Regions from separate parts of the Zea mays genome. Here all the other regions are linked to region 3. Evidence: chromatin contacts called from public Hi-C data. All regions are on one chromosome and are shown on one strand. Each heading gives the region's core, a stretch centred on a gene start, on an enhancer-like site or on the middle of the called end of the contact. The rest is flanking DNA. Distances are from core to core; before and after follow the strand shown.

The links. Hi-C and Micro-C count contacts between places; a contact is called where the count stands out from the background.
Region 1: a contact with region 3 is called in a Hi-C map of leaf, with 5 times the contacts expected there. The contact joins the enhancer-like site here to the promoter of LOC100281827 in region 3. A contact is called at or near these places in 3 of 25 Hi-C or Micro-C datasets (bundle sheath and leaf).
Region 2: a contact with region 3 is called in a Hi-C map of leaf, with 1.8 times the contacts expected there. The contact joins the enhancer-like site here to the promoter of LOC100281827 in region 3. A contact is called at or near these places in 7 of 25 Hi-C or Micro-C datasets (ear, leaf, root tip and 1 more).

The regions. Positions count from the first base shown.
Region 1 is chr3:161,925,632-161,930,021 of Zm-B73-REFERENCE-NAM-5.0, reverse strand. No RefSeq gene overlaps it. Among protein-coding and RNA genes, the nearest start is that of LOC100278652, 66 kb to the right of the region's middle. Within about 2 kb of position 1,816, at least 7 of the 20 cell types and tissues checked have an H3K27ac peak or open chromatin away from gene starts, as enhancers often do. A contact at or near this core is called in leaf, where this site is marked.
Region 2 is chr3:162,252,862-162,256,717 of Zm-B73-REFERENCE-NAM-5.0, reverse strand. It overlaps LOC103652327 (alpha-glucosidase 2), which reads left to right. Exons shown (of 22, transcript XM_020550385.2): 18 at 1-15; 19 at 99-190; 20 at 454-563; 21 at 645-708; 22 at 813-1,435. The coding sequence ends at 966. Among protein-coding and RNA genes, the nearest start is that of LOC103652327, 16 kb to the left of the region's middle. Within about 2 kb of position 1,922, at least 4 of the 20 cell types and tissues checked have an H3K27ac peak or open chromatin away from gene starts, as enhancers often do. A contact at or near this core is called in ear and leaf, where this site is marked.
Region 3 is chr3:162,063,431-162,067,499 of Zm-B73-REFERENCE-NAM-5.0, reverse strand. It overlaps LOC100281827 (Mitochondrial import receptor subunit TOM20-4), which reads left to right and starts at 1,435. Exons shown (of 6, transcript NM_001368107.1): 1 at 1,435-1,703; 2 at 1,806-1,884; 3 at 2,940-3,109; 4 at 3,512-3,559. The coding sequence starts at 1,602.

The sequences.
Region 1 (4,390 bases), core at 567-3,066, 140 kb after region 3:
GTGGCAGCAAGTGGCGTGATTGCGGAGGATGCGTCGACGAAGCAACTCCGTGTGAAGGGCGTGGCCGTCGGATCAAAAACTTAGGAGTTGGTCCATTTCGCCCCGGTAGAGTGGATAGGCTCTATGTAAATAAGGGTAGTTTAGAAAGTGAGAATAACCCTCTATAAATAGAGGGGAGGGCTGGTTAGTTCAGGATCTCTTGGCTGCCATTTGTTTTGAGCACTCATTCTAGAGCTCCTAGTTTTCTCTCTAGGTAGACATCAGTTGATCCGAGGGTTCCGTAGCGATTTTGTTCTTCGACTGTGTTCTTGATTTTCAAGTTTAATCAGAGAAAGGGTCGCCAGTCGTCCCATAGGGCTCTCTGGCTTCAAATCTCAGTTTGTACCCTTGCTGGAATTTCTGAAGTTTTATATTCTTGGTTTCTCCTTTTCCTCAATCTTGTGTTGGTGGTGAAAAATATTTGATTCCTTTGAGAGGATTTGGTTTGGAGATTGATTGGTGGTAGTTGCACTGAACACTGCATACACCTAGTTGTTGGAGATTTTAGTCGTGATTTGAGAAAAAACTCAGTTTGAACTCGTTCTAGGAAACTCAAACAAAACCCTAATATCTGGATGTATTTTTAAATCTGCGGGTGATTCACAAGTCCGATTGAGCTCAAAATTTGGGAAGATCTTGGAAACGTATTTGCTCAGATGTGTGTAAAATTTCATCTCAATCGGAGTTCGTTTGGTTCAGCTTTGAATTCAAGAACAAAATTTCGTACTGCTGAAAACAACACTTGTTGATGATTCTGTATTGGACTTTTTGGTGTCCGATTTGCGATCCGTTTGTTTTGTTGGTCTCATGTGAGTATTAGGAACGTTTTGTAATTTTGAGATCAATCGTTCGCTGATGTGTTCATGGTTTGAGTACTTGCTTCATCTCAATTGAAGTGAAGTGTTCATTTTCAGTGTTTGAAAGCAAAATCCGATTAGCTCTCATTCAACCTCCTCTTGTCGGCTTACCGGTCCTACACTGGGTATTCATTTGTTTGTGATGAACGAGGCCAAAACTTTTAAGCCTTTTTTGTTTGTCCAAGAATGTATCTAGGAATCGTTCTAAGTGACCAAAGCATATATGAATTAGACAAACAATACAGCTAGAAATCATTCTACACAACCGTTCCATAAAAATCGAAAGGGCCTATAGACTTTCAATTCAAATACGAGGCGGGATAGCATATGCCATTAACTGACGAGGCAGTGGCAATTTTATTGTCATTTAATATTATCTTGTTATTTATGCATACAGCATACTTGGATATCACAACACTCAAGGCCCGGAGATCACAACACTGAAGCTTCAGCAGTTGACAATTACAGGGACAGATGCAAGGACATAAAACAAAGGTACACACTACACACTGTGAAGGCTCTACTAGTACTGCATTCTCATTTCTTTTCCGATTCTGCGCAGAAATGAATGTGCCATTTCACCCTTCAAACAACTCGTTGATTTTGCTCTTCCACTCCAGCTTAAAATCTGCAGCATTTCCTTTTACAGGGTTCTTCACCCTCTCCAAGTATGCATGGTATGCTCCAGTAAGAAGCGCGAGTATCTCCCCACGAAGCTCTTCGCGAAGAACTGGACTGGGTACTTTCCGGGACATCTGAGTCTGGCAAGTTTCATCGAACGACCAAGAGAAATTCTGCACAGGAGTGGGACTGCTATGCAGGAAATTCAAGACATTTGTCTTGAGCCTTTTACTAGGTGTCATGCCTTTTGCAGTCTCTAAATTGGATATAACTGGTCCCCATGACGCAGACAGGTAGCCCTTCATGTGTTTCTTGAAACGGTCCTGGCGTTTTCCAATCCACATGGACCCTACCATCAACCTTACATCTGACCGCTTGACTTCTTGGAGTACGAAATGCGTGTTGTTCATCAAGAACAAGCACTGTAGTTCTCTAGAAGAAAATGATTCTGTCTGTTTCTCGAGCACTGAATCCAGGTCGGCAATGAGCTCAAGCAGTAGACGAGCTGTTGGGTTTATTATTACCTCAACTGTCAATAGATGATCAGTGTGACCATGTCCAAGCATGGTATCAAGTGAACTCTTATGCTTCGTCAGTAACCTGATGTACCTCATGAGGTACGCAGTGAGTGACATGATACCTCCATCCTGCTCCTGCACCGCTCTCCGTGAGCTATAATTCTGAACCAAGCTTCTGAGCTCCTTAACTATCTCAGTTGCAGAGTCCTTCAGTTTTGCAAGAAGACCCTCTGCATCTCTGCTGATAGAATCAGTGTAGAATACATCCCAGAGAGCAGGGGTGGCATCCGTGAGTGATGTGTACATGTTCAACACAGAGAAGAGCATTTCCGGTGACTTTCTAACCTGATGGACGCAGACAACGGAAGCAACCGTGAACAGACGACGCAAAGGCTTTTCCGCTGCTTCTAAGAGGCCTTCACGTGTAAATCCATCACATGCTTGGCTCTGCATGAGTCGCGTGCGCAATGTGTTGAGAATACTGACGATGTACTCTAGCACTGCAGGCCAGCTGCTCATGTGTTTCCAGTGTGTTCTCCCCAAATTCTGGTGATCTACACCGAGAACAGAGTCGAAATCACCAATGAACTCGCACCTCTTGAAGATGTCACAGTACTGTGAATGGAATGTGTTGACGCCTTTTTGGAGGCGCCAATTACTCAAGAGAACCAGCGGCAGTGCTCTCTGCACAGGGGCGGACGGTTCGCGCGCGGGGGCCGGACGGTCCGCGGCCTGGTGCGAGGCGGCGGTGCTCTCTGGTCAGGGGCGGACGGTCCGCGGCCTGGGGCCGGACGGTCCGCGGCCTGGTGCAGGAGCCCGGGTTCCCTGCCTGACGGCCGGACGGTCCGCGCCCTGGGGCCGGACGGTCCGCGCGTACGCAGGGACGACGGAAGATCGCAGACGGCGTCTGGATCTCGCTCCCGGGAGGGACCCCGTTGGGGAGTAGAGATCCTAGGTGGTGTCTAGGCTCGGGCTGGCCGACCTAGACTCCTCTAATCGACGTGGAGTCGAAGAGAGACGAAGAATTTGGGGATCGAGAGGCTAAACCTAAACTAGACTAGAACTACTCCTAAGATAAAATGCGAAATAGAAGTTGTATTGATTCGATTGATCATTACAAATCGGCCGTATACCTCTCTATTTATAGAGGAGGGGGGCTGGACCCTTTACAAACTAATTTCCGAGCTTTTCCCGTGATTTTAGCTAACAACCGTAACACAAAACTCGGAACCCTAATCTGTTCTGCGCACGCGCGGACCGTCCGGCCCCCAGGCGCGGACTGTCCGGACCGCGGACCGTCCGGCCTCAGGGCCGGACCGTCCGCAGGCTCAATTATGGTTCAAACATATGCCCCCCTGCCTTTTGGTGGAGCTGGGCGAACCAAAAGCAACTAACTCGATGTGCTCACATCGGTTCTCTTAGTCATCTTGCCACATACTAGGATGGTACTGTTTGAGGAAACGCCCATTCAAAGCCTTAGGCAAATCCTTGCCTTGTAATGTTTGTAGCAAATAGGCGTTGCCAGACATCACCTGCTTTACTTTATAAGGACCCTCCTAGCTTGGCGACCATTTTCCAAACTTCCGGTCTTTATTCCTTAGAGGTAAGATGGTCTTCCACACCAGATCTCCTACTTGAAATGACTTTGCTTTGACCTTCTTGTTATAGGCCCTGGCTACCATAATCTTGTCCTTTTCTATTGCTCCCAAAGCTATCACCCTCTTGTCGGTCACCTCATCAATATTATCTATCATTGAATTATAATAATCAGTGACAGTTAGATCATTTTGTCTGGCGAACCTGACAGCATTCAAACTTATTTCCACAGGCAATACTGCTTCCTGCCCATAGACAAGCTCAAAAGGAGATACTTTAGTAGCACTATGTTTAGATATTCTATGAGCCCATAAAGCTTCGGACAAAATCTTATGCCAATGTTTAGGATTATCAGATATCTTCTTTTTTATCAAATTAATCAATGTCCTATTACTAGACTCGGCTTGTCCATTGACCTGAGCATAATATGGAGATGAATTAAGCAGCTTAATTCTGTATAATTCAGGAAATTCACGTACCTCCTTTGACATAAAAGAAGTCCCTTGATCTGTAGTCAAGGTCTGGGGAATGCCGAATCTATGAATAATATGCTCAGTTATGAACTCAATTACCTCCTTGTGCGTCATGTTTTTCAGAGCAACGACTTCAGTCCATTTGGTGAAATAGTCAGTGGCAACTAACACAAACCGATGCCCCTTTGATGATGAAGGATGAATTTCTCCAATAAAGTCTAATCCCCATCCTCTGAACGGCCAAGGCTTGATGATAGGATGCAATTCGGCTGCAGGGACCAACTGT
Region 2 (3,856 bases), core at 673-3,172, 190 kb before region 3:
GGGACTATTCCACCTGTATGTTCTTTACTTCCCTGTGTTTATCGCTTAAGTGGTTTTTTGATATCCATCCTAATTAATAATCACATTTGACTAATCAGGAATCATGGGTTCTTGAGAAGCAGCTCAATCTGATATCTAACACATCTATATTGTGGACAGATTATGGCCTTCGATCACTTTCTAGAACAAGGTAAAAGGTCTATTATTTTTTCTATGCCCCCCCCCACCACCCCGACCCTTCTCCCAAAAACATAAGTTTTGGATATCTGAAGCATATATGATATTGTTTTCCTGCCTTATGCATGTCATGGGCTTCAATGTGGTTAGATGGAATTGTCAAAGTTGATTCATGCTCCCAATGCCTTATTACTGTAGTTCAAGATGGTTTATATAGCTATATTATTTGGTCATCCAACAACTGGGTTCTGAAGTATCTATTTTTACATGGTCCAGTTCAATATATATGAAGCGTAATACAGAGCATGACCCCCCTTATTGGAGAGGTGCCATTTGGATAAACATGAACTACATGGTTCTTTCGGCACTACATCACTATGCACATAGTAAGCTCTTTAATTGCCTAGTTTATACCCTTTGCAAACCCTTCTGCTGGCATAATGATATAGCATTCTGCTTTCCTGTAGAGGATGGTCCATATAGCGGCAGGGCAAAGGAATTGTATGACAAGCTAAGATCAAACCTTATCCGGTGTGTTCATTCTTCTCTCGAGTTGAAACCAAGTGAACTAGCTGAACTGTAGCTTGTCTAATAGATTGCTGACGCCTACTTCCTGGTTTTTTTTACATTTTCAGGAATATAGTGCAGAATTACGATGCAACAGGTTTCTTCTGGGAAAACTATGACCAGAAGGACAAAGGAAAGGGAAAGGGTGCACGGTCATTTACTGGATGGACTTCACTCATTGTTCTGATCATGGCGGAGTCCTACCCAACATTGCACAGGTGAGATATAGATCGCGAACAACCACAGCAGAAGATAGCTATGGCAATTGGAATGGAGGGGCTGGCAGCTGGCGCTTGTTTAGCCCGGTTTGCAACCAGAACACTGGGATAGTTTGATTCGTAGCATCTGCTGCCTTAATCATGAAAATTTTGACAACACCTCCTGGTCAATCTGTTCAGCATCATTTATAGAGTGTTAGTGGTCATCCCTGTTCACTCTCATACTGTAAACTAGCTCCTCGAAGAACTGATTTTGGGGGGCCAAAACCACCCCAGGAAAGCATGAGCATATGGAAAACATGTTCTTGAAAGCTGACACTACGTGGAGCTGTTACTTGCTATTGAGTGTAATCTACTGCTACTCTTACTATGCTTGGCCATTTGCACCCCCAATGATCCCCGAAGAAACCTGCTGGTCCGAGCATGTGACCTATACCTTTGCATTTACTTGCTAGAGAATCAGTTCAACACAATGCAAGTTGCAAGGCACGTGTTTTGAAATGGAAAGCGGGCCATGTCTATGCTGTGACCGTCTCTACTTCGCTTGCTGTGTTACTTTGCGCTCCAGCAGTTTATACATCTTCGTACCTATTTTAAACTTTACTATGAAAATAGTGCAGTGTACCTACCAAATCAGTATTTTATAAGGCTATGTGCACGATCTACTGGTCATAGCCGTAGGTTGTGGTTAGCAGTTTTTTTTTTAAACGAGCAAACAGCTCCGCTTTTAAGAAAGCATTATGACCAGCGTTTACATCACTGGGGAACAGCAAAGCAAGAAAGGGTAGGCCTCCTCGCAGGGAAACAGAAGATGAAAGAAAAACTGGGGTTGTCAGATGACGACTAACAGCATAATTCTTAAAGACAGAAGACCAGTCTACAAAACGAAGCAGACAATCCAGACATGAAAAGGACTCGTCTTCAATCTTCAAACCAAACCACTCCAATGTCAGTGCATTGTCCCGCAACCGGTTGTTGCTCACGCAAACATATCCTCCAGCGGCGCCTGTTCCCAGTCTTGAGTAGCACACTCTAACTCTGCAAAAATGACACAACATCGTAGATGACCACTGACGTGCTGTTAGGAATTTTTTTTCTAATTGCCATCTTGTTTCTGTTACACCAAAGGGCCCAAACCAGCCCAGCCATAATAAAGAAATGAAAGGTACTAGCAGCCTGAGAATTGCCCCCTCCCCATTTGTTAAACAGGCTCACCGCAACACAGTCCCAACCAAAAATATTTTCTAGGCTTCTCCAAACATATTTCGATAGCACACACTGAAGAAAGATGTGATCAACGGTTTCCTTGCCCCCACACAGAGAACATTGTGTGCTACCCTTCCATCCCTTTTTTTCTAACACTGCGGCCGCTTGGATTTTTCCATTGTAAAGTTGCCAAAGAAAAACCTTAATCAAGGGCACCATGTATTTCTAGATTTTTTATACGCGGAGTTTTTGGCACCTCCATCGGTTCTAAATCTATATAGGGATTTTGTGGTGAATCTGCGGGAATTGTCTAGAGCCCAAAACATTAAGTCTATCACTTGAGATGTTGTGCTCCCTAAGCTCAAAATTTAGCTCCTCCCACAAACAGAATTCAGAATCAGTAAGAGGCCTCACAAGATCTATGCTCCACTCACCCCCTCACAGCATTCAGAAACAGGAATGTCCTTGTCCCTGCAGATATCAAAGAATCTAGGATATTTGATTTTAATTGGGACCCTTCCCAGCCAAATGTCTTTCCAAAAAAGGGCCCCTTCCACATTTTTTGTTTGTTTGTCGCACCCCATTAAAATAAGTGCTTGACCTTGTGAAGACCTTGCTAGAATTGAGAAACTCCCTTATTTTTAGAAAGGAAAAAGTTATTCATGTTCATGTATTTAGCTTTAATAAGCTTGTACCATAAATCATCCGAGCCTTGTCATAGTTTCCAGTTCCATTTCACAAGTAAACATTTGTTCATCAGAAGAGTGTTTGTGATTTCGAAACCACCTTAGTCTTTTGGCCTGGTCAAACTATCCCATTTTTCCATGTGGTATTTTTTAGAGTTTTTGGCACCTTGCCAAAGAAGTAGAACCCCATAGTATAAATCGGTAGACTACTTAAACAAGAATTGGTCAAAATGAGTCTCCCCCGGAAGATAGGTGTTTCCCTTTCCAAGGGTCCAATCTTTTTTCCATCTTTCCCACAATATGCCCGAACGCCGAGGGTTTTAGACGACCAATAGAAATAGGAATGCTTAGGTATTTCAACGGCAAAGCTCCCAGGTTACAATTAATCATATTGGCCATCCTTTCCATTTCTTGTTGAGCTGCCTCGAAAACGTAAACCTCATTTTTATGGAAGTTTATTTTTAACCCTGACATCCATTTGAAGCAATAAAGGATTAATTTCAGGTTTACGATTGACCTATCAGACACATCGATCATGATCACCGTTGAAAGTCGCCTAGAGGGGGGTGGATAGGCAGAAACTGAAATTTACAACTTTAAACACACTACAAGCCGGGATTAGCGTTAAAATAAAATCCGAGTCCGGGAGAGAGGGGAAAACAAATCAACCAAGAAAATAAAGCGGATGACACGGTGATTTGTTTTACCGAGGTTCGGTTCTAAAGAACCTAGTCCCCGTTGAGGTGGTCACAAAGACCGGGTCTCTTTCAACCCTTTCCCTCTCTCAAACGGTCACTTAGACCGAGTGAGGCTTCTTCCTTAATCTCACGGGTCACTTAGACCCCGCAAGGATTACCACACAATTGGTGTCTCTTGCCTCGCTTACAAAGCACTTGAGAGTAAGAAGTGAGAAAGAAAAGAAAAGCCCAACCAAGCAAACAAGAGCAACAAGAAACACAAGTGATCCACTCACAAGTCCTAATGCACTAGAATTGTATTGGG
Region 3 (4,069 bases), core at 186-2,685:
TTATACAAACACATGTATCTTATTTCGACCTATCGTGAGGTGATTTAAATATTGATAGACAATATCTGAAGAGTATGTTGGTTTACCCCATAATTTAGGGCCTCTTTGGTTTCTTTCGTTGAGCGACTAAAGTTTAGTCCCTTCCTTGTTTGGTTATAGGGACTAAAAGTATTCAGAACACATTAAATGACTCATAAGAAACTAAAATGCCCCTTAACATTCTCTCGTCATTCGTACAACTGAAATAAATGCGGGACAAACCGTGAAATTAATATGGTTTAGTCCCTTTTAGTCACCCCTTGAGGAACTAAGGACTAAGCAGTTTAGTCCCTATTTTAATACCATAGTTTGACTATTTAGGGACTAAATAAGACTAAAATTAAAAGATTCATCTTTAGTCTCTTAAACCAAATGGAGTTTTAGTAAAAGCATCTCCAACAATGCCTCAAACTAGTGCCTCAAATCGAAATATATGACTCTATACACAAAAAACTAGTCCAATAGTGCCTTATTTTGTAATTTTTTGTAAAAACGTATAGGGCACCATCTCAAGTACCTTAAATATACTACACCGTATTTGACTGCCCTATAATCTAAATTTAGGGCTTTATTGTTGGAGTAGAATATTTTGTTGGTTTCCTAAATCATATAAAATATACTTATTTTTTAAATTATATGGTATTTATAGGACACATTGTTGGAGATACTCTAAATTGTCTATTTTTAGAGTCCTCGTAAAACTATAATTTTAGCTATGATTATATCTAAGTCTTTGAAGTAGCATATCTCCTATTTCATCTCTTATCTTATCTCCTATTTAGCTATGATTTTCATTTTTTTAAGTGAAATTAGTTCATTTTCACTTGAGAAAATAGAAATTCTTTGGAAAAATAGAGTTCACAAACAAGCCTTAAAGAAATTATTATTTTTATGTACATAACACACGATTTCCAACTTGTAAATGAATATTAAAAAAACAATGATTCCAAAAATATTCATACGTATACCATAATTTATAAGTTGATGACTTAAAATTAATTTGATCCGGTTGAAAAAAATGATGCAAACAATTTCTGTTAATATGGTTGTTGAAAATATGGATATAGTAATTTTAGAGAATATTGTTGGAGATTATGATGATATAGAGTAGGAAAAATTTTAGAGTGCTGTGAGAATATATTTTTTATAGGATAAAATTTTGAGAACATTGATATTTGATAGAGATAGTCTAAAATTCTGGAAGAGATGACAATAAACGGGCCAGCGAAAACTCTGAGACGAACTGTGCCCTTTTCTTCTTTCTTCAAGCAATGGAGCCTTTGCCATCTGGGCTCAATTTTAGTGCTTCAGCCGCGCAGCTGGGCCAAGAGATATTTTCCCCTTCAGCCCCATTCGCAACCGTTGTGGCCGCGTCGATCCCCATCGCCTCTCCCCATCCCCTCTCCTGTCTGAAAACCAGCACGCCACGTCCCACCGCCAACCACCGCGCTCCGGCTCTCCCCAATTCTAAGCGAGACGGGGCACAGGAAGAGGAGAGCCTAAAACCCTAACCCCCCGAATCGGATCCGGCCGCCGGAGCGCGGAACCCCACCCCGGCCGCCATGGAGATGGGAGGGATGAGCGACGCTGAGCGGCTGTTCTTCTTCGAGATGGCCTGCAAGAACTCCGAGGTCGCGTACGAGCAGAACCCCAACGACGCCGACGTACGATGCATCTCGAGCTCTCCTCTTCCCGGTCGCTTTCCCGCCGCTTGGTTCATACCCTTTACGATGTGATCCGGTTGTGTGTTCCTTGTGTGCGCGCAGAACCTGACGCGGTGGGGCGGCGCGCTGCTGGAGCTGTCGCAGGTCCGAACCGGCCCCGACAGCCTCAAGCTTCTTGAAGGTATTGTTTTCTCAGATTAGAGGATTCGTCTTGTTTTAGGTTGGGTGTTTCGATGTACTACTTGTAGTTTTTTTGTAGGATTTATTACTGTTGCAGTACCGGCTAATGATCTTAGGATCTCAATGAGTTTTACGAATTCATAAATCTGTAGTTCATTCCGTGCCGTCATCGTATGTTAGGCCCTTATGTGGCGGGATTGTTCGCCCCACTTAACGTTTCACTGTGTTGCTGACCCAGACATTTAAGAAATTTGTTGGCTCAACTGCTATTATGCTCAGAAAATGTTTCTGCGCTGGTGCTGTTTTTCTCAATTAAGGCATCGTTCGTTTTCCACGGTTGAGGCTAGGAATTATTCAAGGAGATCAATGTTAATACAAATAAGCCGAACAGTTCCAAAGAACCGTTCTAGAGCAAAGGATGTTTTTTGTTTGTGTTATTTTTGGTAGCTTCCTTTTCTGTATCATGTGCTTTGCTCTTATTCAGTGTTCTTTTGATTCATCAGTGTCATGGGTATTGGCTAGAAAAATCCTGATAGCATATTGAAACTGTAACTGGAATTTATTTGTGTTGGGTGTGTTGCACCCTGTCGACAAAAATCTGTGGCATTTTTTAACAATCAGCAGCCAGCTGTTACTGCAATTTAAGTGACTTATATTGCTTATGTATCATCTGGGGACCGGTTTGTTGCTTCTCGTTTTTTTGTTGGTTGCTCGTTTGGTACTGTGAATGCTGATTGCTGAAGCATATTGTAACATCATATTTGTTATGGTTTGTTGCTGCAAAGTGTTATTTTGATCGAACACTTGTTATCCATATTTAGTTATATGCGAGATGCAGATTTTCATATTTCATGAATGCCTGCTGCGTTCTGCTATGAGTATAGGATTTCATGAATGCAGGTTTTCACATTTCAAGGTGTTGTATGTTTAAATTTTATTACTATTCAGAGTTCGCATATAGGATTACATTGTGCTGCGAGTATGTCTAGGTTTATGCCACTTTGTAGATGTTAATGAACAGTGAAAGTGGTACTAATTGAATGAGTTTTGGTGCAGATGCGGAAGCCAAACTGGAGGAGGCACTTCAAATTGATCCCAACAAGTCCGATGCACTCTGGTGCTTGGGAAATGCTCAGACCTCTCATGGATTCTTCACTCCAGACAATGCAATAGCTAATGAGTTCTTTACAAAGGCAACCGGATGTTTCCAGAAGGCTGTTGATGTGGTATGTGTAGGCCGCTATTGTGTTAGCTAATTTCAAACACATTTACATTGTTCCTTTTATCTAGGCTGACCAATTGTCACAAAATTCCTGGTACGTTTTGGTTGTGGAATATAGGGACCAAGGAATGCAGTACACTCTTTGAGAAAGTTTTTCCTTTTGTTCCTGCATTCCTAGGACACGGAACATGGCTCTGTACCATGTTCCTGGTGACAATGGCTGACCTGCAGACCTCTGCGCATGGGGCTTGAGCCACATGCAGTCAGGTTGTCAGCAAGCATCTGGAAGAATATTCCATGAAAGAACTAAGATTTTGCCTTTTTCCTTAAAAATTTATGTTTCTTCTGCAATGTCGTGTCCAATTTGGTTTGACTGGAAACTGAAGTTCAGACCTGCTGTTTGTAGGAACCTGCAAATGAGCTGTACAGGAAGTCTCTAGACTTGTCAATGAAGGTGTGTTCTTATTTTTTCTGTTCTGCAGTATTTCCATGACCTCATTCTTGAATGATGGTAAACTATGGGGCATCCATGCTACATAGGCTAAATTAAGCTTATTTTCTTATTGATACTCGGTTTGAGTTTCAAATAATCAGGAGTGCTATTTCAGCTTGTTACTATTAGATTATGTATATATTAGTTACAACTTGCAAGGCTAAAAACAGATTTGGACACCTTCAGCCATCAATCTTGTACCAGCCAGTTGCCCGTGCTTTGCTATGGTTTTTATATATCATATAAATAGGTCTTAAGATATTTATTCAAATATAGTTATTGTTTATTTCTAAACACTAAGATACGTGTGGTCTGGTGGTTAGCCCCAAATTTTCGGAGCTGGGGGTGTGGGTTCGAGTGCTCGCTGTGCACTTTTTTGCGCGATGTGGTAAGGTGGTGTCGGTGCTGAGCAGGCACAGTAGCTGGCTACGTGGGCGATGGGGTCCACAGGGTAGTAGCTGAGAGGGGTGG